2 separate regions of the Gossypium hirsutum genome follow, and region 1 is linked to region 2. Evidence: chromatin contacts called from public Hi-C data. All regions are on one chromosome and are shown on one strand. Each heading gives the region's core, a stretch centred on a gene start, on an enhancer-like site or on the middle of the called end of the contact. The rest is flanking DNA. Distances are from core to core; before and after follow the strand shown. Region 1 has its middle 33 kb from the start of LOC107914538. Region 2 holds the start of LOC107914531 (B3 domain-containing transcription repressor VAL2).

What was found. Hi-C and Micro-C count contacts between places; a contact is called where the count stands out from the background.
Region 1: a contact with region 2 is called in a Hi-C map of leaf, with 1.7 times the contacts expected there. The contact joins the enhancer-like site here to the promoter of LOC107914531 in region 2. A contact is called at or near these places in 5 of 34 Hi-C or Micro-C datasets (callus, leaf and seedling).

Annotation. Positions count from the first base shown.
Region 1 is chrD10:19,143,328-19,146,027 of Gossypium_hirsutum_v2.1, forward strand. No RefSeq gene overlaps it. Among protein-coding and RNA genes, the nearest start is that of LOC107914538, 33 kb to the right of the region's middle. Within about 2 kb of position 1,359, at least 8 of the 9 cell types and tissues checked have an H3K27ac peak or open chromatin away from gene starts, as enhancers often do. A contact at or near this core is called in leaf, where this site is marked.
Region 2 is chrD10:19,054,180-19,056,879 of Gossypium_hirsutum_v2.1, forward strand. It overlaps LOC107914531 (B3 domain-containing transcription repressor VAL2), which reads left to right and starts at 1,379. Exons shown (of 13, transcript XM_041102166.1): 1 at 1,379-1,732; 2 at 1,924-2,052; 3 at 2,461-2,542; 4 at 2,644-2,700. The coding sequence starts at 1,940.

The DNA of each region.
Region 1 (2,700 bases), core at 109-2,608, 89 kb after region 2:
AGTGTCCAGCATGAGGAACTTCTTTGGAGCTAAAAAACAAGATGTGATTGGTTAGTCTTGAAGGATCAAAACATTAATTTTTTCCATAGACGAATAATTCATAGGAGAAAGCATAATAGGATTACTGCTCTGAGGAATGAGAACGAATAGTGGGTTTTCGATAACGCTCTGTAGGTTGAGGCGATTAAGTTTTTTCTGAGTTTATATGGAGAGGTTCTTGAACCTTTGAGTGGAATTCCATCTAGTGCGTTTCCTAAACTTGAGAATGCGGAGGTTCATTTTTGAGCAATGAAGGTACAGATGAGGAAATTAGAACTACCCTATTTGATATGGCTTTGCTTAAAGCTCCAAGAAGCGGAGGGTTTCATGCCTTATTCTTTCAGACTCAATGGGACCACATTAGTACAATTATTTGTAATTGGGTTAGGTTAGTGTTTTTCGAGAAAGCTATTAATTCAGATTTGAAATAACACTTTAATTATTCTTATTCCCAAGGTTCATAATCCTGAAAGCTTTTCTTAGTTTTGGCCAATCAGTTTATGTTCAGTCCTCTACAAACTGGTAATAAAAATCATCGCTAATCGATTTAAAGTAATTTTTCCTAAGATTATTGCATAAGAACAAGCATGATTCATTTCTGAAAGAAACATCATGAATAATATTATTATAGATCAAGAAGTTATTCATTCCATGAAAAACAAGCAGAAGAACAGAAACTGGATGGTTATTAAAGTTGATTTGGAAAAAGCTTATGATTGGTTGAGATGAGAGTTTATCGATACTTCTCTCCATGCTACAGATATCCTTGATTTTCTTTGTAATGTTATTATGTCTACTATTACGAACTCTAATTTGCAGATCATGATAAATAGAGTCCCAATTGAGAAGGTTCGACCTATTAGGGGCATCCAATAGGGGCGTTCGCTTCCTCTATACCTCTTCATTTTGAGCATGGATTGGTTAGGACATGGTATTAAGTTTGCCATTACCATGGATCAGTGGAAGCCTACCAAGTTTTCGCGCATAGGGCCTACCCTTTCTCACATCTTTTTTGTAGATGATCTCATTTTTTCGAGTGAGTGGAGGTGTAGCAAGCCAAAATCATAAAAGGTATGATGGAAAGTTTTTGTGGTTATTCCAGCCACAAGTTAATTCTCGAAAGACGAACATCTTCTTTTCTAAGGTGTTAACAAGGAGTTGGGGGAGCAGATCAGTAGTATTTTTTGTTATCATAAGGTTCAAAACCTCGGTACGTATTTGGGGTACCCCCTTTTGATGATAAAGTTACTAATAGTACTTTAACGTTTGTTGTGGATAGGGTTCGGAGTAAGCTGTATAGTTTGGATGTGAGACATTTGTCTCTGGTAGGAAGGTTCATTTTGGCTCAATCTGTCTTATTGTCGATTCCAAGCTATTTCATATAGTCCATGATGGTCCCTAAAGATATTTGTGTAGAAATAGAAATCATAGTTAGACAATTTATCTAGTGATCCTCAGTTGGGGGAAGGAAAATAACAATGGTTAGATGAGAAGATATTTGCCAACCCCGATCTTGTAAGGGGCTGGGCATTAGGCATCTGCAGGATCAGAAGACTTCCTTTATGGCTAAGATTGGTGATGATGAATGCAAATTCTCTTTGGGTAAGTTTCCTGAAGTCGAAGTACAAAGTACAAAGTTCAAGATGAGACTCCAAAGGATATATTGATGGGAAGATGCTCGTTTCTTTGGAGGGCCCTTTCAAAGACCTGGCCTCTAATCTGTGAAAACTTAATATGGTCTGTGGGAAATGGTTGCAGTGTTAAATGCTGGTTGGATCCCTGGCTTCCAAATGTTTGGCCGTTTGTAGAAAAAATCCATTCAAATTCTAATCTTGAGAGGGATTGTTTACTTTTGGATATGGTTATAGAAGATGGCAGATAGAATTTGGATCTCTTTCATCTCTGGTTATTGAAGGATATATTTAGAAAGATTGTGGGGATCCCCTCCACATCCTTCTGCACGTCAATATAGAATTATATGGGCTAGGTCTACTATTGGGGCCTTTTCTGTTAAAAATGCTTATAGGAAACTTCGTGAGATGACGTGGAATCCAAAAAATGGATTATGGCAGATTCCGTGGAAATTTCATGGTCTATAAAGAGTTAGATTCTTCATTTGGATGATGATTAAAGAACGTCTTCTAACTAATATCGAGCGTGTAAGGAGGGGGAGAAGGAGCAACAGTTTATGTGGATTTTATGACCATGACTCTGAGGATGGCTTACATGTTATCAGAGATTGTAGAGCAACTAAAGATATTTGGTTACATGTGATTCTTGAAGATAAGTGCAAATGGTTTTTCTTTGGGGACTTGAAAGCATAGCTAGTGGCTAACTTGCAGAATCAGCCACAAATTTTGTTTGGGGAGGTGGAATGGTCATGCCTTTTTGGGTTAATCGCTTGGCGTATTTGGAAAATTGAAATTTACATATGTTTCAAAGAGTATCGTGGAGTGTTGATGAAGTGATTAAAGAATCATATAGTTGGGCTAAACAGTATGCTTCTACATGCAAGGTGTATGTGTCCAAAAGGAATACAACAAATTCCTGTCTGATATTGACAGGTAATTGGATTAAGTTAAACACGGATGGTGCCGTCTGGGTGGATTCTAGTTTTACTACTGCAGGAGGGGTTATGCATGACATGAAAGGGAATTGGAT
Region 2 (2,700 bases), core at 129-2,628:
TGAGAAAGATAGGAAATCGTGGCCGTCATCACTTGCTCGTCAATTATCATTTACGTTATTGATTAGACCCGACATTTCTTTTAACTCTTGGTTTAAGTTTAGCCCTTGTTTTCGGACAAGAGCCAAACTGGTTTTCCGTTTCATTCTCACTCTACGCGTGCCTATGCGCGTCCATTTCACTCATCAACGCCACCGTTTTGAATTCACTCGCGCGTGGGTTGGCGTTTCTCTTTCAGCGCGGTAGGTAGGTAAACTGGCATCCAGGTCACCTAACATCAGCACATCATTAATATGACGTAATAAATAAAAGAGAAAACCAAAAATATCAACAGTATAATAATGATCCTTGATGGTTGACACATGTGCACGCAGAATTCCGTTGGACGGCGTGGACTGTCGAAAGACCAATTTCTCCAAAGTATAACGTCAACTCTTCTTGGTTTACTCGTAATAGAAAAGGACAGCCGAGGGTAATATCGAAAATTCGTGTCTGATACTTATGGCCTGCGAAAATATGCGTTAAGATAGAAAAAGCGCCTAGTGGCGCACTTTACGGTGATATCCACAAGCGTAGTTTTATACGCTTCATATTTGTAATTCTTAATTTTGTTCAATATCAAAGTTTTAATGACGCGCTAACTAGTACGTGATAAATTAGCAATGGCTTTTTAAACCTATCAAAGCCGATTCACCGGGTCCCGCATCTGATCAAACGCTTCCCCTTGGGCGATTATCTCAACAACAAGCACGCAGCGAGTACGGGAAATAATTTATTACACAAACAGATTTCTAGTATTATAATATGAAATGTCATAATGATTGATTTAACCCCTAATATTTATCTCTTTTCTCACTTTAGATCTAATTCTTTTCTTTTAATCACTTTGGCCCTGTTTTTTCTTTCGGTAGAAAAACTGTTTGGAATATTAAGATTTTAACAACAATCATACTGTAACCTACTTAGTAATCCGTGTGCACTTAATAAAAATTAAATAAGTACATCAAGAAATCATAATCCTTTCCCTAAAAATATCTACCAAGAGAATGAGATATATATAAAATGCCATATAGGTTACCATATTAATGCTGTTAAAATTAAATAGTTCTATTTAAATTCTTTTATGTAATTAAATAAATATTACATATTTTTTTATTTTTTAAAATGTATAAAAATTGGTCTAACTGTACAAATGCAAAAGGTATGAATTCATACCAATATATATTTAAAAGAATAAGATACATCAAATTATTTGACATAAATAAAAAAAATGTTCTGAAAATAAACACTTAAATTAAAGGATTAAATCCACCAAGAAGGCATAGTAGGGGGACTCTATGTGGAATTTGAACATTATCTTATAATAAGAGAAAAGAAAGAGAAAAAAGAGGGTGGGGGGACGGAGTTCGCCGAGTCTTGAAGTATCATCGTGCATGCATTTTTTTTTTTTGCTAAGTACCAAACTCTTTTCTCTTTCTTTCTCTCTCTTTGTTTTTTTTTTTGCATGCACATGAGTTGTTTGCTATCTCTCACATCGCCGATTCAACTCTTCCCTCGTCGGAACTCCTCGTTATTCTCTCTCTTTCTCGATTCTCTTCCATAATTTATTTTCAAACCTCGTCAGCTCAAAGTCTCATAGTTGCTAATTAGTACAACAAAAAGTCGCCACCGTTTCTTTTCGCAACGATTTTCAACACCCGGTGAAGCCGAAGCTCCTGATATTTTCTTCTAAAGGTTGTTTTTATTTCGGTTTTGTTTTCTTTTTAAATTGATTAGTCTCCTACTTTGACTGATTTTGAATCTGTTCTATTTTGCGTTTTAGCTGGCTGGGTGGATTTTCTTGAACAAAATCTTTATAGGGGGGTTTTCACTGTTTCCGATTTGATCTTCTTTTTCCCTCGTATTGTAAAAAAAAATATTTGTAGGGATTAAATTTGGAGCATGGCGTCAAAGAGTTGCATGAATGGACTATGCGGCGCTACAACGTCGATTGAGTGGAGAAAAGGCTGGGCTTTGCGATCTGGAGATTTCGCCAATCTCTGCGATAAATGCGGGTAATTATGAAATTATAATCACTTAATCCTTCTTTTGTAAGCTCAGTAATTAGCTAAGCTCACTTTTCCTAGTCTAAGACAGAACAATTGAAACTATTTTATTTGCATTTGTTGTTTGTGAGTATTTAATTTTTTTTTTACGTGAATTGGAATATAATTTGGTTGAATTGATTCACTCATGGAAGCTAGAGAGTAATGGAACAGTTATTGAAACGATTAGATTTTTGTACTTATATCCATCCTCTTTTAACATTGCCGGAAATTTGATTATGTTTTGAATTATATAGAGTAGCTACATACAGGACATAATCCAAAGAAGGCAGAAATTATGCCGAACTGATCCCAATTCCCATTGAAAGAACTCCAATTGTTTAAAAGCAATTCATTTATGATTTATATTTGGTCTAGGTCTGCATATGAACAGTCAATATTCTGCGACATATTCCACTCGAAGGATGCAGGGTGGAGGGAATGCAGTTCATGTGGCAAGGTGTGTGACCCCAAGTGTTTAGTTTCTTGCCTTGTCATTGCCAATTTTCTCTTCCGTTTGTAATAGTGTTGTGCAAAATCTCAATGTCTTGGCAATGGCAGCGTCTCCACTGTGGATGTATTGTTTCCAGGAGCTTGCTTGAGCTTCTCGATAGTGGA